Regions from separate parts of the Mus musculus genome. Here region 1 is linked to region 2. A link is a contact called in public Hi-C data. All regions are on one chromosome and are shown on one strand. Each heading gives the region's core, a stretch centred on a gene start, on an enhancer-like site or on the middle of the called end of the contact. The rest is flanking DNA. Distances are from core to core; before and after follow the strand shown.

The links. A called contact is a pair of places that touch in the nucleus more often than the background predicts.
Region 1: a contact with region 2 is called in a Hi-C map of the N1E-115 cell line, with 26 times the contacts expected there. The contact joins two enhancer-like sites. A contact is called at or near these places in 1 of 39 promoter capture datasets (the HPC-7 cell line) and 10 of 484 Hi-C or Micro-C datasets (the HPC-7 cell line, the N1E-115 cell line, brown adipocytes and 7 more).

What each region holds. Positions count from the first base shown.
Region 1 is chr16:23,831,574-23,835,797 of GRCm38.p6, forward strand. The region is part of intron 1 of Gm31430 (a long non-coding RNA gene); the gene reads right to left. Among named protein-coding and RNA genes, the nearest start is that of Gm31430, 13 kb to the right of the region's middle. Within about 2 kb of position 1,643, at least 5 of the 459 cell types and tissues checked have an H3K27ac peak or open chromatin away from gene starts, as enhancers often do. A contact at or near this core is called in the N1E-115 cell line, where this site is marked.
Region 2 is chr16:23,549,703-23,553,470 of GRCm38.p6, forward strand. It overlaps a transcript of Rtp4 not described here. Among named protein-coding and RNA genes, the nearest start is that of Masp1, 31 kb to the left of the region's middle. Within about 2 kb of position 1,654, at least 16 of the 459 cell types and tissues checked have an H3K27ac peak or open chromatin away from gene starts, as enhancers often do. A contact at or near this core is called in the N1E-115 cell line, where this site is marked.

The DNA.
Region 1 (4,224 bases), core at 393-2,892, 280 kb after region 2:
GTTTGTTTTAAGTAGTACTCCATCTCTGTTTACTGTAATCTGATGCCATCAAATTCAATTGCCTAATTTTTCTACACATTTTGGAATATAGTCATCCTTGGCCAAAGTGTCACTGTCATTGCGTTTTAGACAGAACAAGAAGCTCTCTCATGGCTATACTAAATAAAACACTTATGAACTGAACAAATCACAACTGCTTCACATAGACTAATAAGCCTCTTGTCAACATGAAATAACAGAAGTCCCCAACTTAGGATACAGCCCAAGATTCTAATCCACCCAGTCCTTGTAGGAGTTAAAGTAAACAGAGGCACCTCTCTCCCATGGCATAGACTATGTTTCCGTAGGACCCTTCAGCCATAAATTCTTTTTAAACGCAGCAATACTGAGACGCCAAAACTAGATATTTGTTACCAGCCATGTCAAAGATAGAAATTCCCAGCACCATCCTGAGCTAAGCAGGTGATGGAGGTTCAGTGAAACCTTGCTGACACTACCATCCCTTTGAAGTTGAAAAACAAAAGGTAACTTAGAAGCAATGAAATTGTAAATCCCTCCCTCGGCCTTTTAAATCCTACATTATGGTGTGTGATAGTTTGAATAAGAATGGCCCTATAGTCTCTCTCTCTCCTCTTCTCTCTCTCTCTCTCTCTCTGTCTCTTCTCTCTCTCCTCTCTCTCTCTCTCTCTCTCTCTCTCTCTCTCTCTCTCTCTCTCTCTCTCTCTCTCTCTCTCTCTCTCTCTCTCTCTCTTTCTCTGTGGATGAGGATGTAGCTCTCGGTTACTTCTGCAGAGCCATGCATGTTACCATGCTCCCTGCCATAATGATAATGAACTAAACCTGTGAAAGTGTAAGCGAGTCTCTGTTTAATGCTTTCTTTTATAAGAGTTGCCTTGGTCATGGTGTCTCTTCACAGCAATAGAATAGTGACTAAGACAATGTGCCTCTGAGCTCCATCCCTCAGCCTCAGGTAGGTATCAATTTACGCTGGTAGCTACGGCACTTCTCCATACTGCAGTCCATCTGTAACAGCTCTATCTTCCATCTCCCTGCTGACTTGCCTGTCATGTCTTGACTGACAATCAATTTTCCGACCTGTCATTATCAATTCTGCTCATTAACTCTTCCACCTGTCTTAGCCGAGGCCTCCCACTGCTGAAAAGCATTTCTGAAAAGTTATTTTCTTAGGCAGAATAATTGAAGCTTCGTGCACATCTAGAGAGCTGTTCATCTAAAGCACCCAGAGCCATTTCTGAAATGTCAGTGAAAGCGTACATTTTACACTAGGGACGCAGTGCTGCCAGCCCGGTACAACCAAAAGAAAAGCAAAGGAAGAAAGAACATCCTGTCATGGTGGAGGATACACTCAGGATGTTCTGAAGAAAAAAATAAAAAGACACTTGGCAATTTGACAGAAGCTCTGTTTTGGTTTCTTTTTTTAAATGGGGGCTCAGAGACTACAATACCAATTTGGCCTTTTTAAAAAACACATCCTGTCCTTCCACACATGACCTTGGAAATGGTTCATGTAGGATAGACACTAGAGAGATGACAACACAGAAAGGCAACTTATGCCTTTCTGAAGTGCTGGGTTACTGGAGTCAAGGATCGTATGACAAAAGCCATGTGTGTAGACAGCCCCTCCCCCATCAAGCTTCTTTGTGCACAGCCTCCAGAGCAGCTCTTGTTGGCTGCATTTAGGAACTCCCTTCCTTTGGAAAGCTCCCAGACCTGTCTCACTCCCTTCAGGTCTGTGTTCAAATGTCATCTTTCCTAGAGGCCATAAGGAAGAATGTTAGCACCGTCCACTTCTGCATGACATAGGCACCTCTGGAGAACCCCTTCTATTGCTATGCACTGTACATGTAAGACTGTAAAGAGCCCGGTGACCTGAATCCTTATTATTTTCATTGCTAGGTTCCTGCAACATACCACAGTGTCTGGAATGTAGCAGTTGCTCAGTTAATGGTATCCATGTATGGAGGACCCTTTGGGAAACATTTCAGTAGCCTTGCTCCAATTTGCAACATCTCTTTTCCTATTTTGTAGATGAAATGTTTGAGGCATAATGATGACAAATGGCCTGGCCATGTGACTGAGAGAAGTAGTCCCCAATTGCCTCATGCTGCCTTACTCTGCCCTCCAGAGACTGGTATCAGAAATGACAAGAAGGGCTCATACTGCTCCAGAAGAAACGCCCACATGAAATGAACTCTAAGAGCCTTGGCCCACACCCCTGCATTAAGCCTCTCTTGGCATGCTGCCTCACCTTCCCTCTAGGCAGGCACAGCACCCTGTGTATTTGTTGACAACCCTCACGTCTAATCAGTCCATTATGACAGAGCAAACAAAGAAAAGGAAGGAAGAAATAATTGACAAGTCAACAAACCTGAATGGTTAGAGGGACTAAAGTCAACACTGTAACTGTTCTGCTCCAGGAAGAACTAAGACTTTCCACATCATTTGCTTCTCTGTCAAAGGGAATCTCTCTCTCCCTGCTGGCTGCTGCTGATGGGATCTTAGACCTGGCAGCTTCCCAGGCTGCAACCTAGTCCTCCCTTTGCCACTGACAGAGATGGGTCACAACTCCCCAAGAGTCACATCCACACATTTGGCCACACACTTTCAACCTCTAGATAGCCAGCTCCTCGGATATTTTTAGAGATAAAACCAGATGATTTTCTTTGCACAAGCACAAGCCACGATCTTTAGGGTTGAGGTGACTGGTAACCTGAGAGTTGTGTTTTTCCACGATGAAAATGTCATCTGGAAGGAGGAAAGCAATCCAAAGGTTGACCACGTTGAAGGAAAGAGGTGGAGAGCATTGAATGCAGTTTGCTCTGCACAGTGCCTCAAGTGCATTATGGGTAGGACTGAAGCTTCCCTGCATCCCTGGGAGAAACTGAAAAGCACTTGATTGCCCTGACACTCAGAAGACAGAACTAAGAGGCTTGGTTAATGGCTTACCTAAGTCCACACCCACACCCTGTAAAGGATTTTTAAAGGTGGAAAACCCAACACTGAAATCTCAACTTTTGCCATTGATATAGAAAGGGGAAGAGAGGGAGAGGGAGAGGGGGAGGGAGAGGGGGAGGGGGAGGGGGAGAGGGAGAGGGAGAGGGAGACAGAGAGGAAGAGGGAGAGAGGGAGAGGGGGAGAGGGAGGGGGGAGGGGGAGAGGGGGAGGGGGAGGGGGAGAGGGGGAGAGGGAGAGGGAGAGGGAGAGGGAGAGGGAGAGGGAGAGGGAGAGGGAGAGGGAGAGGGAGAGGGAGAGGGAGAGGGAGAGGGAGAGGGAGAGGGAGAGGGAGAGGGAGAGGGAGAGGGAGAGGGAGAGGGAGAGGGAGAGAGCTGTTCTCAAACTGGCTGTGCTACTGTGGTGGGGTAAGCTTGTAATTTCACAGATATTTAACTTGCCTTTAGAGCTTAAACTTTAGAGTCAGCCAAGTGAGGACCAGTAGAAATGGATTGCTCTGAACCTCACTGTCCCTGCCTGCTTCACAGAGTCAAGGACACTCGAGAAGATACCATGTGGCATTTATCACAGTGCACCACACACAGAATGCTTGATAAATGTTCGTGATTCTTATCATGTTTTCAAAGAGTCAAATCTGGGATGAGGACAGAGAGGCTGAGTAATCTCATTAATGTCCTTGCGTGGAAGCCCCAGCCAATCCTTCTCTGGGCACAAGGAAACAGGGAAGGAGGGTGTCCTCACCGCTGAGGTCTGGTTACAAAGCAGGAGAAATGGGGCAGGGGTTCCCACTTCCCAAATAGTCTCTTTGAGCTTTGAGTACACTGACTCTGTCTACAATCTGTCAATCAAAAGTTGTCACCATCCTTATTTAGATAAATCAGTGTCACTTCTTGCGTGGATAGCTCTATTATATACTGAATGGGTCCCTGCAAAATGTCTATTGAATCCTAGTCTTTAGGTGCTGTAAAGAAGCCCCTTCTTATAGATAGGACTACGGAGGCAGAGGATGATTCAAGGAATGACAAAAATTCAGATCCAGGAAGGTCACCAGAATGCAATCGTTCAGACACGACAGGCAAGCTCCCTAGGATGGGCCATCAGCTACATCAGCAAGGCTGATATACCTTTCCAAGCATCTTCTCCTACCTGATATTCCACCCCGCCTGTTGGAGCCCCAGCTGCACTAAGGAAGCTTTAAAACTCAGCCAGGATTCAGAGTGTTGTACTGTAATATCAACCCTGGAGACAAGA
Region 2 (3,768 bases), core at 404-2,903:
TGAGTGGGGTTAAGAACTGGCACAAATTGCAAATTGCCCTTTCTAACTCAGTGAAGAATTGAGTTGGAATTTCGATGGGGTTGCATTGAATCTGTAGATTGTGTTAGGCAGGATAGCCATTTTCTTTTACTATATTAATCCTGCCAATCCGTGAGCATGGGAGATCTTTCCATTTTCTGAGATCTTCAATTTCTTTCTTCAGAGACTTGAAGTTCTTGTCATACAGATCTTTCACTTCCTTAGTGTCACACCAAGGGGTCCATCCCATAATTAGCCACCAAACGCAGACACTATTGCATATGATAGCAAGATTTTGCTGAAGGGACCCTGATATAGCTGTCTCTTGTGAGGCTATGCCAGTGCCTGGCAAATACAGAAGTGGATGCTCACAGTCATCTATAGGATGGAACACAGGGCCCCCAATGGAGGAGCTAGAGAAAATACCCAAGAGCTGAAGGAGTCTGCAACCCTATAGGTGAAACAACAATATGAACTAATCAGTACCCCCAGAGCTCGTGTCTCCAGCTGCAGATGTAGCAGAAGATGGCCTAGTCGGCCATCATTGGGAAGAGAGGCCCCTTGGTCTTGCAAACTTTATATACCCCAGTACAGGGGAACACCAGGGGCAAGAAGTGGGAGTGAGTGGGTAGGGGAGCAGGGTGGGGGGAAGGTATAGGGGACTTTTGGGATACCATTTGAAATGTAAATGAAGAAAATATCTAATAAAAAAATTTTTTTAAATCCCCTAAAAAAAAAAAAAAAAAAAAAGAACTGGCACAAATCTGTTGTGAAGGGTGCAGTGACATGTTGTGGCCACCAGGTGACACTAGAGGATTTCCTTCGGCACAAAGCAGGGCTTGTCTATGCGTTCCCAAGTGCCACGGGTGTAGCACCTAATCTCTAAAGAAGGCAATTCAGAGATTTTGAGAAAATACTCATTTTGAAGGATGCAATGAAGCTATTCATTAGTTGTCTTTGAATATGCAAATTTAAAAATCAGCCCCTTCCACACTTTCAAAAGGTTTAGAGGTTGTCTCTGTACTCCCAGCGGCTTTGGCTCAGACTTCATATCCGGGACACAGGCAAGGAAATGTTCTGAGCTGGTCCTAGTGGGATCTCTTGCGTACCCCTTGTTCTAGAGGACGGATATGGATGGCAAGAAGCGGCATGGCTTAGTACAAATAAATGTCCCCTCTTCCTGGGCTCAGAGCAAGGGTAGGACATGGAAAAGGAATTGTAAACTATTGTCAGTCTGGGTTTGAGAACCCTCTCTGACAATCCGGTGAATGTCACAGACTCTCCCTTCCAGAATGTTCTGTATTACCATGCTCTTTTAGTAGCTCCTGAGACACATTGTGTAGCCACATATGATTTCTCTCAGCTGTAAATACCTAATATTTGACAGTCACACTGTGATAGCTACGCGCCTCGGCAGCTTCCCCGTTTGTAACGAGAGTAGACTGCGCTGTCTAAGGAGAAGCTGCGGAGGTGAAGAGTCCCACCGTTGCCTCGGTGGTACCCAGGAGGTCGCCGATTTTAATCGAGCATTCCTAGGAGGCTGCCAGCCCTGAAAAGATGCTGAAGCTTGAAGCTGTGCTGCAGCGTCATAATCTTTAGCCAGCAGCTGCCTCATGGAGTGGTACCCAGCCTGCACCGGAAGGGTGCAGCTTCTTGTCAGCTATGCAACGCTGTCTGTCTTATGACTCCCTCTGCCAGGATGCTCCAGGCACGGTGCCTGCTCCTCTCTGTTTCATATTGCTGCTCCATACATGCATGCCTGAGGGATTCCCTGCACCCAGAGCCAGAATCAGTATAGACCAAAGGACGGAGCAATGACCTTGGAAATAGGAGCCTCTGTTTGGTTCTGGCTGCCATTTACTAAGCACAGGACTGGCCTCAAGTATGAAATGGGAATAATAACTCTTCTTTTTTGTCTTACTCAGTTTCTTTTTTTTCCCTCCTCCCACCCCCCTTTCCTTTCGCTCCGGCCCTGCTTGCTCCTACCCCGCTCACTCCCACCCATAGGTTATTAATTAATTAGTTAATTAATTAATTAAATTTGTTTCTCATTAAGGATGGTTGTGAGCCAACCATGCAGTTGCTGGGATCTGAACTCATGACCTCCGGAAGAGCAGTCAGTGCTCTTAACCACTGAGCCATCTCACCAGCCCTTCAGTTTCTTTTTAAGTACCCTACAGATTATTTGTTTTCTTTAACACAATTGATTAATTAGGACATTGGGAAAGAGAACTTAATTCTAAAATGGGGAAAGTAAGTTGGAAAATCAGCTATGCAATGTGGGATTGAATTTGAAAGATGGGTGTTTGAGCAATAGAAGCACAGTACGAGCTCTGGGTCCTTCACCTCCTCCAGCCATCTGGTATCCTGCTGCCTCAGCATCTCTGACACCAGTGCCCTACCTGGCTGCATAATATGGTCACCAGATCTTATCTTCCTGGTCACTCAGGCCCAGGCTGTCTGGGACAAGTTCTAGCTAATGTATGACTAAGCCTTTTTCCTCTTGAATCCCTCCTGCCCAGTTCAAGTGTTTGCTGTGTGTTGATTTCCTAGCCTTCTTAGCGTTCATTCCTATACTCATTCCCTAGTAGCAACTGTGTAGGAAACACGATAGTTTCCCAGGCCTCCACGGGACACTTCAGGTCTGACTGGCAAGCTTGTGCCAGATCATCATCAAACTCAGTCCCAGCAAAAGCTTTCAGAGCGGCCGTTGTCTCCCTTGGGTCTCTGCCACCAGGGCTGAGCCAGGCTGCTGGACAGATATCAGGGGTGTGTGGGAGAGAGCTGACCAGAGTTACCAGAAACCTGCAAGTTGACCATGTATAGATGTAAAGTCAGGGTTGGCCAAGTTCTACTCAGAGTTGGACAGAATCACCCAGCTGACTTGGAAAAAGCCATAAGTGACCAATTAAAGGATGCGTGACTTGTTATGCAGCACATCTTAGCTGCTATAACTGTGTCACTCAAGACACTTTCAGACAGCGTTAGACTACGGCAACGGTAATTTATGGGCCATTCATTGCAACCTGCTAGCTTGCAAGGTATGTTCTTCCATTTAAAGCTCTATCCTGTTGTCAAAATAAACTGAATTATGACCTGAAGAGGTTAGAGAACCATTGTGCTACTTTGTTGATGAAGAGACTGTGACATGGAGAGGTGATGTGACTTGTCAAGAAAGACTCAGTGGCAGTTTCAACCTGGGAAACCAAGTCTCTAGACTTGGCGTGAGCCTCTCCCCCTGCATGGGCAGTCCACCTGGCCAGCTTGTCATTCTCACACCGGAGTCCCTTCAGATAGGAGCTACTCCATTTTCACTGAAGAACAGTCCGAGGGTCAGATGCCTCCCTTCAAGTGTGAAGATTGACTAGTGTGGGTCCTTCAGAGCATTTGGTTTTCTTGGGCTGTTTCAACTACTGCTTTCAATGAAGAATGGTGGGGGGTCCCCAGTGACACCTTTAGAAAACTCTGCCTTCCCCCATGGCTCAGTCCCCTCTTCTTCCCTTGATTGGACTGAGAGACGGACCTAGATGGCTCCCTTTCTGAGAGGTAGGTGGATGCTTGTGTTCTGACACAGCTGCCCTTCGTGATGCCACTGGTGCCATCTGCCCACAGAAGCCTCCCAGATCTTCCTAGGTCACCCACATTTCTAGTTTGAAATGTGAATACCAGGTTTTAAAGAAGGTAAACGGGGAAGGGATGATGGTGCTATTATGAACCCAATAGTCTTGACTGCACTTTGCTAGCGACAGC